Linked DNA regions of Mus musculus: all the other regions are linked to region 2. Evidence: chromatin contacts called from public HiChIP or PLAC-seq data. All regions are on one chromosome and are shown on one strand. Each heading gives the region's core, a stretch centred on a gene start, on an enhancer-like site or on the middle of the called end of the contact. The rest is flanking DNA. Distances are from core to core; before and after follow the strand shown. Region 1 overlaps Gm32925 (a long non-coding RNA gene). Region 2 holds the start of Grik1 (glutamate receptor, ionotropic, kainate 1). Region 3 overlaps 2810407A14Rik (a long non-coding RNA gene).

Region 1 (4,525 bases), core at 283-2,782, 490 kb after region 2:
TCTTTTTGTTTGGCATTCAGAGATGGATGCGATGGATGCCAGGTATCTGTCTCTTATTGCTCTCCGTTACATTTTGAAACAAGGTCTCTTATTTAAACCTGAATCTGACCAACAAACTCCAAGGATCCATGGGGGGTTGCTCCCCACCCCCAACACAGGAGCTACACAGGCAGCCTCCAGCACTCAGCATTTTATATATGCTAACTGGGGACCTGATCTTAGGCCCACACACTCACACAGCAGGCAGCAACTGAGCCATCCCCCCAGCCCTATAGAAATCTATAGCCCATCCCTGTTCCTAAGGTGGTGGGGGGTGGGGTGGGAATGGCCGTGAGGATCCAGCTAACTCTTCATATGGAGCCAGAGCTAGGTATTAGCATTGCATGAGCACCAGTCTCAGGTCACACCTCACAAGCTGAGAGCTGAAAATGGATTTGGAGAGCATCACCACAGGGCCAGGCACTTTCAAAAGAAGTCTGAAAGAAATGATGAATGGCCAAAGACTTGAGAAGTAAAACTTGGGGAATTTCAGGAACCCAGAGTACATCTAGTACGTCTAGTTGATTTTGATTTTCGGAGGTGCTGTGGTATGGGACCAGATGAAAAGGAAGGTAAAGGCCTTGTGTTCCCCTTATTCCATCCCTCCCGGGATGTCTCCTCCCCTCATAGCAGACTGCCGGGTTGGAAGGATCCACTCTGGTGCCCATGACTACCACATACATTTCTTACTTCCTCAAAGAATCCTTATTAGTACATCCAATGTTGCTGTATGGTTGAATCCCTGGAGAGCCCAGAATTTTGAATGAAGGCTGGACCTTTAATCACTAACCCACAGATCTTTCAGACCAACCATCGTTTTCAAGATAATGCTAAATAAACAGCCGTGCACCTGTCCACCTCCTGTCTGGTGCTAAGACACCAGTTTCTTTGAAGACTATATAATATACCTTGACCTGCCACCCAAGTCGGCTTTAGTCTTCAAAGTCTCTCCTGCCAGGTTAGTGATGTATTTACTAGTGCAAATGATCAGCCAACCGAGGGCTTCAATTCTACTCTGCCGGAGGCAGTTCACTTTCTTTCGAAAGGTAAGCGAGGCTCAGGTTCCTAAAAACTACTCTGCTCACATCCGGCTTCCAACGCTTTCAGAAACCATCACTAAGGACTTCTGTCTTTTTTTTTTTTTTTTTTTTTTCCCTCCTCCAAGCCTATTAAGAGACAAATCTTGAGTACACAGTGGACTTAAATTTAAAACTGGGGTAGATTCAGGCTGCGGGACCTCAAAACCACTGTCTTAGCTTCCGGTCGGCAGAGCCGTGCCCTCTGCAGCGGCTCTTGGCTGTGTCAACCTGGCTGAGCTAGAGTTCCCAGTTTTTTTCCAATCAAACACTAATCTGAGTGTTGCTGTGAAAGGATTTGGCAGATTCAAGTTAAGTCCTCGCTCGGTTGACTTTAATTAAGGAAGCTCTTGCTGCCAGCCTGTGTGGGCGTGGCTAGATCAGCAGGAAGCCTCTGGAGTTTAGCCCTGGCTTCTCTGGAGAGGAGAAAAGCCAGGATGAGCATGGTGGTGCACGCCTGTCGTCAGCCCTGGGAATTCGGAGTCTGAACGATAGCCGCCTAAACCACAGTATGAATTCCGTGCCCTGTCTTGAAAATCAAAAAATCAATCAATTAATTCCTTTTATGGAAGCAGAAAGTCGTGTGTGGGCCAGAGTTGCAGCCTGCTCTGTGGAGCTCCTCGCTGCCCCGTGTTCCTTTCCAGCCATTCCTTCTTCTGCAGTTAAACCCTGATACCTATTCCTAGCCCAAGAGACACAAGCTCGCTGAGAACACTGATATCCGGCCCTGGCACCACATATACTCTCTGGGAATGTCCTCCTCGGGGCCCCTTGATCAGGACTGCCCTGTTCCCCTCTCACAGATCTGTCACAAAGATGGTGTTTCTAGCCAGAAGACTGGCTCTCAAAATAAGGATAGATTTATTTTTTTATTGCTCTGTGTAGGTGCTTATATGAAATCTCCGCTAAGAGTACAAATGTTCAATTCTGCTTACTTATGTACGTTTTTACTGATAAGAATTCGATAACTTGAAATTGAAAAGCTGAGCCTAACTGGCGAAGAGACCAAGGTGCCCGTTTCCGAAATGAACTACCTTCCCGCTTCTCATGGGTATTACCTCACAAATGTGCCTGCTTTCGATGGTTCTTATAACACATGCACGTGGAGATTTGAGTATAATTCATCTTATGGTGAATGTCTACAGAATTCTTTGAGAGAGGATACTTCATAAAATCGGTGGTTTGGGTCCCAGCAACATCCCAAGCATCTGCTGGGAAATATATGCGTTTTTATGTCCCACCCCAATCTGCTAAATCAAGATCCCTGCCAAGGAGGGGTGCCCAGGGGTGATCACTTCCGGTGGAGGAAGCTAGTGTCCTCTAACACCATTTCGTAACTGAAGGCTGAGACTCGAGCACTGGCAACATGCAGATAAGCAAATGTATAAGATGAAGTTGAAAGTCAAGTAGAGGTGTTATTTCACTGGGTTTAAAGGCTTCCACATACAAGAAACTGTAGTCAATAAAGAAGCCACAGGCTTCCTCTCTGGACAGCACTGGAATAGGCAATGGATTTGGAAGTATTGTGAAGTTTTTTTGGTTTTTCTAGAAGGAAGAAGAGTGTGTCCACAAGTGACTTTACAGGTTATATTACAGGAGCAGGCCACCTAACAGCAGCATCTTAAGAAAAGATGAGATTATTTTGTCTTACTGTTCAAGGGTACAGTCCGTCATGACAGGGAGTCTGGCAGCAAGAGCCTGAGGAGGCTGGTCCTGCTGCCTTCCAGTCAAGAAGCACAGAGAGATGAACAGCGGTGTTTAGCTTACCTTCTCGTTCTCATTCAGCCTGGGACCCCAGATCTTCTACTTAGGTTGCTGCTGCTCTGATCAGCAGCAACCAATACTGAAAGCAACTGGGGAAGAAGGGTTTGTTCAGTTTACACTTCCATATCGCAGGTCAGGAATTCAAGCAAGAACTTGGAGGTGAGAACTAAATTAGAGACCATGGAGGAACGCTGCGTAATGGGCTTGCTCTCCATGGTTTGCTCAGTCTGCTTTCTTATACAACCCTGTACTGGCTAGTTTTGTGTCAACTTGACACAGCTGGAGTTATGACAGAGAAAGGAGCTTCAATTGAAGAAATAACTCCATGAGATCCAACTGTAAGGCATTTTCTCAATTAGTGATCAAGGGGGAAAGGCCTCTTGCGGGTGGAACCATCTCTGGGCTGGTAGTCTTGGATTCTATAAGAGAGCAGGCTGAGTAAGCCAGGGGAAGCAAGCCAGTAAAGAACATCCCTCCATGGCCTCTGCATCAGCTCCTGCTTCCTGACCTGCTTGCGTTCCAGTCCTGACTTCCTTTGGTGATGAACAGCAATATGGAAGTGTAAGCTGAATAAACCCTTTCCTCCTCAACTTGCTTCTTGGTCGTGATGTTTGTGCAGGAATAGAAACCCTGACCAAGACAAACCCAGAGCCAAAACCTAAGAGTAGCATTGTCACAGTGAGCTGGGACCCCTCAAGTGTAATCAACAAAATGTCCCACTCCCTTGCCTGCAGGCCAATCTAATGGAGGCAGTTCCTCCATTGAGGGTCCCTCTTCCCAGAAGATGCTGGTTTGTGCTAAGCTGATAAAAGCCAACCAGTTCACCAGCCTATGGGGCAGTACCCCCCACCCCCCACAGGTGGGTCTTCTCATCTTAATTAACCAAAACCAGAAACTCCCTCATTGACATGGCCAGAAGTTTGTAACGATGGTGATTCTAAATCCCATCAAATTGTCAACCAAGACCAATATTACCATATGTACACAGAGGGACGATATTGTGAAGAATCAGCTTTTGGGTTATTCCTCCCTTGTCCACACAACGGTTTGGCTGAGTAATTGACACTACCACTCAAAGTGAATTTTTTAGAGAAAAAAAAAATTAAAAACCAGCATTGAGCACGAATAACAAGAGATGAAAAGAAACAAGACAGAAATGAAAGATTTGGGTTCCTGGTGCCGTTTTTTGGAGAGTCATGTACAGCCTTCTGGAAGAGCTGCCCTGATAGGCCACTGACCAGGCCCAACAAAAGCGATACTCTTACTACAAGACTCTCAGTGAAATGTTTAAGTACCTTATAAGGGCATGGAAGGTCAGCATGGAGTACTGGAGCAAGCAGGACCAAACTAGAACAATCTGTGAGTGATAACCTCTAATTACAACTTCTCTTAGATGCCACTGCAGGAACTCAACATCCCTCATCAAATGCCATCCCTAGGTGTCCCTCGGGCTGTGTGGAATATCCAAATTATCTGTTCTCATTTTCCTTTACCCCAAGGACAGACAATATCCCTAAACCCAGCATGTGCCCTAATAACCTTTCCCTCTGCCCCTCCCCTTCTCTGTCCCTCTCTTCTTCCTCTGTCCCTTCCAACTCTGCCTCTTCTCCCCCCTCCTCCCCTTTTCCTTCCCCTCTGCCCCTCCC
Region 2 (4,375 bases), core at 800-3,299:
ACTTGTTCATCAAAGGATCAGTACAATGATCCTTCACAAACTCCTAAATGAGGTCAGTTTCCTCTTCCTCCTCCTCCTCCTCTTCCTCCTCCTCCTCTTCCTCCTCCTCCTCCTTCTCCTCTTCCTCCTCCTCCTCCTCTTCCTCCTCCTCCCCCTTCCCCTCCTCCTCCTCCTCCTCCTCCTCCTCCTCCTCCTCCTCCTCCTCCTCCTCCTTCTTCTTCTTTTGCACCTATGGTATGGCTTTCCAAATCTGACTTTTTTTTTTTAAGTCTGAGAGAGAACTCAAGGGCCTGATGTCTACCAGGAAGGAGTTCTATCATTGAGCTATATTTCTATGTGTTTCATGCTAGCAGTAACCATATTTCTGTTATGTGTTCAAGGCTTGGCACAATGTTACACAGAAAGTCATTTAATAGATGGGTGGATGGATGGAGGAAGGGAGGGAGGGAGGGAGGGAGGGAGGGAGGGAGGGAGGGAGGGATGGATGGTAGGTAGGTGGATGGGTGGATGGAAGGAGGGAGGGATGGAGGGATGGATGGATGGATAGATGGATGGATGGATGGTTGGTAGATGGATGGGTGGATGAATAATGGAGAGTGTGGCCTTCTTTTGAGGCAGATCATGTCATTGTTTCTATCTGGTTTTAGAAACAGTCTAAAATAAGTTGAAGTTGATTTTTAAAAAAAATTCCATTTACTATTCTTACTTTTACTTTTCCTCTCATTTAACCAACACCAAGAAAGCCCTCTTTCTTCAGTACAAGAACTTCATGTGTCTGCCTACAGCCACTTATGTCTTTGATCCTTTCCATTGGTAAGGTGCACCCCTAAATCTGCATGAATCATCTTCTTATCAGAGTCCATGTTCTATTCCCTCAACTTTCATGCTGAAAAATTGAGAAGTCACATACAATACTAGCCTCCAGAAGTGACACTATAGCCTCTTCCTAGAAAATATAATGTGGTTTTCTCATGATAAGTTCTTCAGGGAACAGAGTCTCTGCCAGCATGTATAAGCTACTCAATGTGCATTTGTGGAATAAGTGAATTTTAAGATACACTACTCTGGTAATCTTTTCTCATTCTGGGCTCATATAATTACAAGTGCTTCTTTTATGAATTAACTCAATTTAGATCACCTTTCCAAATTCCTACGAAGGAAAAAAAAAAGCACCTTGAGGTGTTCACACAGAACCAGCAAACATTTATATGGAACATTCCCCAGAAAGCTCATAGGAAATTAAGCCAACATGAGCAAACGCTGATTTCCCGGGGGAAGTGGCCTTGTCCTTCTACAGAGAAATGCTCTCTAAACCTACATTGTTAAAATAGCCTATTTCCAGTGCTTCAATGTGACAGTCAAAAGAAATTAAGAAAAGCTGCGTGCCCGAAGCTGCCTCTTTCTCAGTTCTGCGCTTGTAAATGGAAGCAATTTTCAAGACATTATGCCTGGTTCGAATAGGAAGAGTCGCTATAATCTTAAAAGACTGAAGGGTACCTATGTCTTTTCCTTCTTCTTTCTCCTCCTCTCCCTTTCTCTTCATCCTTCTCAGAGTTAAAAATGGAAACTCTGGTAATTTTTAAAGATTACTCGCTGAGGTTGTGATTTCCTATCACGTGCTACGCATCTCTAAGACCCCGGTATAGGAGCCTAGGCATAAGGCTGTCATTTACAAGGAGTAGCAGAATTCCATTTGCCTAGGGACCAATAGATTAGATTTGATCCGTCTTGGGGATGCTAGACTCAATGGACTTTCCAGCACCACAGCGCGAAGTTGAGGGGCTGCATGTGTGAGTGCATGCTGTAAATTGTGTGTGTGTGTGTGTGTGCCCGCGCGCGCGCCCGCGCTCTCGCATGTGAGCACGAGTGAGTGTGTGTGTGTGTGTGTGTGTGTGTGTGTCCGCGAGCGCGTGCGCGAGTATGCGCGCTACTGAGTGTGTCTGGCTGGGTTAGTAGGGTTGGCTGGGGCGGGCAGTAAATAAAGGGTGGGGCCAAGAGAGGAGGAGGGAAAGCGGGACTGTGAAAGAAGCAAAAGCCTGGGTTGTATCACAGTAAACCCGCTGGAGCTCATCCTGTTTGGTTGGAGCTCTGCACCAACTCCCCCAGTTCCCTCTCTCCTTGGGTGTCTTCTTCCCTCCTTTTCTCCCTTTTCCTCACTGCACCCTGAATCCACTACCCATTTCCCCCACCCATCACTTCTGCATCTGACCAGAGGACGAATGAGTGAGACGTTCCAGCAAATCGAGGCAGCAACTTTCCTCAGCTGGTCTCTGGGCTCCAGGAGCGAAATCCTGCTGATTCTTGGAGGTATGCAGCCCATGGAGGAGGAAGAGGACGAGCAGTGATGGGCTAACGACCCGTGCAAGAAGCCCCAAGCAGCTCAGTCTCGGACGCCCGCTTCACGCTTGTTCCCTCCACCTCGCTCTCCTGAGAGCAGAGAGCGCGCGGTGTGCAGACTCGGAACATCCAGGGAGGATGAGGCGGGGACCCAGCCCAAGTTGGGTGCATCTTGCGGGCGTGAGGCCACGACTGTGTTTCGGCATGAATTAAGAAGCTTGAAAGATGGAGCGCGGCACAGTCCTTATCCAACCCGGGCTCTGGACCAGGGACACCAGCTGGACACTCCTCTATTTCCTGTGCTACATCCTTCCTCAGACCTCCCCTCAAGTGCTCAGGATCGGTGAGTGAGCCCGCGGAAGCGCTCCGAGCCCTGAGCTCCAGGGGTCGCGGTCGCTCTCTGTGCCCGCGAAAGCTCAGCGCGCCCAAGGCAAGGCAGCGCGCGCTGGTGTGGGGATGGGAGTTGGGGATAAGGGGTCACCGAGCACTTAAAGCTTCACAAGAAAGTGGGAGTCGGTCACTGCTTCCCTCCTGACAGGTACCAGCTTTCCCAGAATGTATGATTGGCGGGTTTTTTCAATCTGAGATCCAAGAATCCGAGCCATAGTGCAGGGATCCAGGCTCAACTGGGTTGGCTCCTACTCTACCATCAAGTCACGCGCACACCGCGCACCTTTGACCACTTGAATTGGGCTATTGGAGGCGGGGTGAAATCTCTCTTCCAGGTGCCTAAGTGGATGTGCACCAGTCCACTAGTCCGGATTACAGAAAAGAATGTCAGAACCTTAACAATAGAATCCCCGAACCATTAGCACCATGGGAATATCACACAGCATGTTAGCTCAAAGCCTTCAAGTTTTTAACTCTAAATTGCGTTCTTTTGTATGGAGTCTGGAAAGTCTGAAGGTGTGCACTGGCGAGCTTGAGAGTGCAGTGATCTGGGACGATGGTCAGTGAATACGGAAGTTTCCTTTCCCTGCCCAATCTTACCCACCTGCTTACCACTCAGTGTCTTCTAATCCCCAAACCAGACAACTTCTGGGAAAGTTTAGGCTTAAACCTCCAAAGAGATTAAAAAGAGACTACTAGAACACTAAAGACAGAAATCTTGAGGTGTCACAAACAGAACCAAGGGCCAGCATTACTAACAGAATGGTCATTGTGGTCTCATGTAGATGCATGCACAGCTTCACTGCCAAGATTTGGTCAGTGGAGGTCTCGGCTTTAGGCACTAACAAACCTGTAAGGTTTTTCCTTTTAAACTACTGTGGGTTCTGTATTTTAATTTTCGGCGTGCCTTCTAAGTTCCTATTCTTATTATAGATGGTCTCGGGAGAGCCATAGGTGGCCTGTTGACTGCTAACAGGTCTCCTGGCTTCTCCCCTCTCTCACTTAGGGGGAAAAATGAAGCCTGGGACTTCAAGGTTTACTCTTTCTAAGAATTGACTGAGTGGCCTGAGTGTGCTGGCACCTTGTGCAGCAGTTAACAGTGAGGCTCCAAGCCGTCCGTCCATTTCCCTAAGTAACTACAGTAATACTGATCTTCAACTAGTGAGACCCTCAGAAAAATTCTGAACCTACAGCTTGCTTATTTACTTTTGCACTGAATATGTCCCCTCACCTCCAAAAAAAAAAAAAAAAAACTTACTCTTTGAAGGGTGTTTTCTCTAGGCACGTAAAGTATAGTTTTTAACGGAAGGGAAAAATCCCAAATACTAACTTGACATGTGTCTTCTAGAGTATGGAGGCATATCTGCATTTAGTAGATAGCTTAGACTCACTCTATAATGATAGATTTCCAAACAGTTTTTAAAGAATCACAATTGATAAACTAAAACCATCTTTGCCCAAGATAAATTCAAGACTGGACTTTGAATGCTGTCAAATGTGCTTCCTGTAGCAAAACAATAATGTGAAGAACACAAAGTAATGAAAATGTGTCACAGTTTCCAGGAGTTATCAACTTTATTGTTGCTTTTGTGTTATACACCTTGAAAATGGTGACCTTGGGTTAGAAACCGCCTTGCCAAGTCCCAAA
Region 3 (4,294 bases), core at 1,404-3,903, 450 kb after region 2:
TCAAAACCAGCACAAAAACCTAAAGGCTATAGCACTGGATCCTAACCACAGAAGGTGAACTAAAAGGAAATATTGCAAAAAGAGACAAGGTCAGACGAGAGTGAGGCATGGGCAGAGAAATCACTGGGAAAGGAGAGATAGGAAAAAGAGAAAATGGAGAAGAAACGGGAATGGCCATCAGCAAAGCTCTCACTGAGGGCAAAGCTTCATCTGGGGGCTTTTCCTGTGCATGGCTTACTAGTACTCTAAAGTCTTTGGTCTTGTGTCTCACATTGTACTTCTTGGGCAAGACTTCAAGCTCTCTCCAATGCTGCATTTAGAAAGTGAGGTCATGGCTTCATCTGTTTTCAACTTATGTTCCCTCACCCAGTGAAGAGATCCGTATGTGTGTTTTACTTCTATGTTTTGCACTACATTAACAATTGAGATGATATCAGCAGTTGAGTGTTGTTAAATATATTATTATATTTAATCCACGCACTATTAAAAGTCTAAACATCCCACAAGCGGCTGTTTCATCTGTTTTCAGGGATGAGTTGTGTTGTGGATGGCTCTGGTGCTGCCTGTATTTTGGTGTTAATTCCACTTTCCCAGGAGGACTTGTCTGGGCCGGCCGAGGAATGGCTCACATACCCTCCCCCAATGAATAAAGGGCCCAATCACTGGGCAAGTAGGCGGGACTTCCGGGTTGGACAGAGGACAAGAGGAAGCAGGAGAGAGGGGACTTTTCATGGGGATAGCATAAGGAAAAGATGTAGCTGTTGGTGTCTCCTGGTTTCAATGGTGGATCTTCCAGGATTCAACACTGGAGGATTTAAATTTAATATGGCTTACAAGATTAGGATTCTAGTTGATGCGCCCATAGATTGAGTTACCATTGTTTCTGAACTAAGTTTGTGTGGTGTTTTCCTTCATGTGGAGGCTCAACTAGGTTCCAGAGAGAAAACGTGGGTTTGCCAGTTGTGCACCACAAAGGCCGTGGGGGTTTTGAAGTATGGGGCTGGTGTGGTAACGACCCATCAATGGGAACCTAGCGAGCTGGGTGGAGAGATTTTGGAGCTCTGAGTCAGAGAGTCTCCATGGGATAAGAACAGGCTGGCCACTGCCCGCCAGAACTGGCTGGCAAACCTGCCAGGGCAGAGAGTAGCAGGGTGTAGTGTGGGAACTTGCAATTCTTCCTGAGTGTTTCCCACCACAGAGGTGTGCATTTTCAGTTATACATAGAACACTTACATCATAGAAGGTGAAATCATGGCCTTAATTTTCTTTACTTGGACATTAAGCATGACACAAGGACAGGCATGGGTGTCAAGCTGACCAAGATCGTGATGGTTAATCTTGATTATCAAGTTATTTAGATCTAGAGTCAGCTAAGAAACATTCGTCTTGACGGGTCTGTCGGGAGCTTGCCAGAAAGATTAAGGGAGACTCTCCTCCCGCGTGAGACGCACCTTCCGTCCGGTGGTTTAGTGATGCAGGACACTTTTCATGAAAAGCCATGAACTAATATTTACCCACCCAGATGGGAAGCCAACAACAGATCCAAGCAACAAGAGCACGAAAGTCCAACTTGGTGAGCCAGTGAGTTTTTGAAGGTCCCTTACAGGAGCAGGGATGAATCAACGACAACTGAACCACATAGAGCCCACCGCATCCTGGGTGACAACTCGTGAAAGCAGGTATACCAGAGCTCCCGAACATTTCTGCGTGTTGTGGATGCTTTGTTTGAAGTCACGCTTGTGCAGCAAGACTGAACACGACGCAAACGCAGGGAACACATTGGGTGGCACTCATCACATCGCTTCCGATAGTCAGCACAGTGCCCGGTGTGTACAAGACTCACAGCCAAAGGAAACAACTAAGACTCGCAATGAATCTAACTGTTGCTGGGCCTGAGGATACAAAGCAAGTTGTCGCACAACTGCCATGTCCTGCTCATGCCTGCACCACTGCTTCCACAGTTCACTGCCCACCCATGTGATAGCGAATGTTCATCTCTAACGAAACAGAGACAAGAGGTAGAGATGCTTGTGGTGGTAGCTGAGGTCCTCAGTTCAATTCCCGGCACCCATATGGCGGAAGGAAAGAAAAAACGATTCCCATAAATTGTCCTCCTAACTATATAGGTTCAATGTAGCATGTGCACACACACACACACACAATGTACGAACCACATAGAACTATAGCATAACAAGATCATAATTTGTTCTAGATATTATTGGACCCTCACAAAGCAAATTTTAAAGAAATGGACCCATTTTGGTGCAGATTTTAATGAAACAAGCTTTTGCATTCATTCTAATGCAAAAACAAAATCAAACACACAATCTGATAAGAATCTAGAGTGAACTTGCCAGTCTAATGACATATGTAAACATGAATAATGAGATCTATGAACACTCGAGGGTAGAAGGCATATTCTTTCCCTGGTGTGTGTAAGAATTTTCAGGAAATCTGCATTACTGGAAAAACTTAACCAGGAAAAAGTAACGACAAGATATTCATCTCCCATATGTCATTGTTTGGATAAAACAGGAGGTGAGAGGAAGGAAATAAATGAAAGAATGAAAAGAGGGACCAGAAGGAGGGACCACGGAGGGACAGTACACAGTCCATACCACCAGACTCCTAACTGCTTTAACACAAAGAGGGCTGGGGTTTACAGTATTGGGAAAGCAGCACGAAGGTTGGCCTTGCAGAAGTAACAAGGGCTCAGCCGCAAAACATACATTGTCGGGGAAAACAGATCTCCCACCGTAACAGAAATAAGCACTGCGCTGAGAAGGCGAATAAAAATGCTTCCCACACAGAACCTCTGGGCCTCCAGGCAAGTACTCCTCAGCGCTCGTCGTCGGCTGCCACCAAGCGGCCTCTTTAGGCATTACAGCATCCTCCAACGTTTTAAATCCAAATACTTGCCCAGAGAAAAGCAGCCGTAAAAACTAAAATCTAGACTGTGTCCTGGGATCTCCCGTTAATTTACTCATCAAACAACACTCTGGAAATTTTTATTTTCCCCTTAATATTGGATTAGACTGAAAAATAGACATAATGGTTAGGTTGAATGAGCATATCTTATACAGTTTCATCTTACCATTCATTCTCACCGTCTTTTAAAATGTATTTAGTGAGGCTGTTTCTGTCCCTCCTCTAGGATAAAAGTCAAAGATCTCAGTCCTCTCTGGGTATATCAAATTCTGTTATATACTGGTTAGAACCGGCTTAGCAGGGCCAGGATCAAGCAGGACGCTGGTTGCTTGAGAAAGAAGGAAGCGTTCTCTCTATGCCTGCTTGGCACTTTAAATTCTTTCCATCTCGCTTGCTTCAGCTTCTGACCCTTCCATGACTGAGATCCGAGGATGGAAATGAAGGAATGAAATCTGAGTCAGTAATCTCTTGTCCTGGATTCTGTGTGGATTCTGGGGACATACTCCCTGTGGAGATCTCTGCCTATGCTTTCTCAGTCTGGGTGCTATGGACTGAAGTTTTGCCCCTCAGAATTCCTAGGTGGAAATCCTAACCCTTGATACAATGTTATTTAGAGATGGACCTTTGGGAGATCATCACTGTTGGCTATGACCATGAAGATGGGTTGTGGTCCCTGACCTTATACAAAGACACCAACACCATGACCCTCCTGGCACATATAGCGAGGGATGGCCATAGGAAGATACAGAGAGGAAATCGGTATCTTCTGTGGGCCAAACGGCAATCTCACTAACACCCGGCTCTGAGTTCTCAGCCTCCTGAAGTTGTAGAACATAAATTTATGCCGTGGAAGCCACCCAGTCTGTAACAGTCTGTGATAGTACCCCAACATGACTAAGATGCTTGGTGAGTATTTTTTGATCCTAGCTGGGTTTCTCACATTCTCTTCAGCTCCCAGGATACACCCTAACCTAAAGATCTTCCTGTTGGGATCTTGTCTTTCTGTGCAGCCTTCTTGGGCGAGACGCTAGCAGAACCCCATGCAACAGATGGCTCATGAGAATAGCACCTTGGCATTTTGTGTCCTAAGACAGATAGGCAGGAGCCAGTCCTAAGGCTTTTTGCTTCCATTCAGAAATTGACTGACCAGCCAGCCCTGTCTCTCAGTTCACTCCATGAAACCTATAAAGCATCATTTCCCTCTGGCCTTTAGGGATCAGCGTTGACATCATCTAAGTGTTATCTCCCGGGCTTGGGTTACCTGTTCTGCATGCAGTGGCCTAGCCCACAGGAAATCGCCATTCCTCCTACTCTGTCTTCACTGAATGAATGCTAAGGACTTCTGATGGTGGCAACAGGCTCAGTC

What was found. HiChIP or PLAC-seq counts read pairs in DNA pulled down with a chosen protein or histone mark.
Region 1: a contact with region 2 is called in an H3K4me3 HiChIP or PLAC-seq map of embryonic midbrain, with 7 times the contacts expected there. The contact joins the enhancer-like site here to the promoter of Grik1 in region 2. A contact is called at or near these places in 5 of 39 promoter capture datasets (the 3T3-L1 cell line, the HPC-7 cell line, cranial neural crest and 1 more) and 2 of 115 datasets of contacts at active chromatin or transcription factors (embryonic midbrain and forebrain).
Region 3: an H3K27ac HiChIP or PLAC-seq map of SST interneurons shows a contact between it and region 2, with 4 times the contacts expected there. The contact joins the enhancer-like site here to the promoter of Grik1 in region 2. A contact is called at or near these places in 8 of 39 promoter capture datasets (the 3T3-L1 cell line, cranial neural crest, embryonic stem cells and 5 more), 7 of 484 Hi-C or Micro-C datasets (cerebellum, cerebral cortex, cortical neurons and 3 more) and 7 of 115 datasets of contacts at active chromatin or transcription factors (SST interneurons, embryonic basal ganglia, embryonic forebrain and 4 more).

Annotation. Positions count from the first base shown.
Region 1 is chr16:87,793,943-87,798,467 of GRCm38.p6, reverse strand. All of the region lies in intron 4 of Gm32925 (a long non-coding RNA gene), which reads right to left. Among named protein-coding and RNA genes, the nearest start is that of 2810407A14Rik, 33 kb to the left of the region's middle. Within about 2 kb of position 1,532, at least 90 of the 459 cell types and tissues checked have an H3K27ac peak or open chromatin away from gene starts, as enhancers often do.
Region 2 is chr16:88,287,890-88,292,264 of GRCm38.p6, reverse strand. It overlaps Grik1 (glutamate receptor, ionotropic, kainate 1), which reads left to right and starts at 2,049. Exons shown (of 17, transcript NM_146072.5): 1 at 2,049-2,680. The coding sequence starts at 2,563.
Region 3 is chr16:87,839,685-87,843,978 of GRCm38.p6, reverse strand. The region is part of intron 6 of 2810407A14Rik (a long non-coding RNA gene); the gene reads right to left. Among named protein-coding and RNA genes, the nearest start is that of 2810407A14Rik, 13 kb to the right of the region's middle. Within about 2 kb of position 2,653, at least 20 of the 459 cell types and tissues checked have an H3K27ac peak or open chromatin away from gene starts, as enhancers often do. A contact at or near this core is called in SST interneurons, cortical neurons and neural tube, where this site is marked.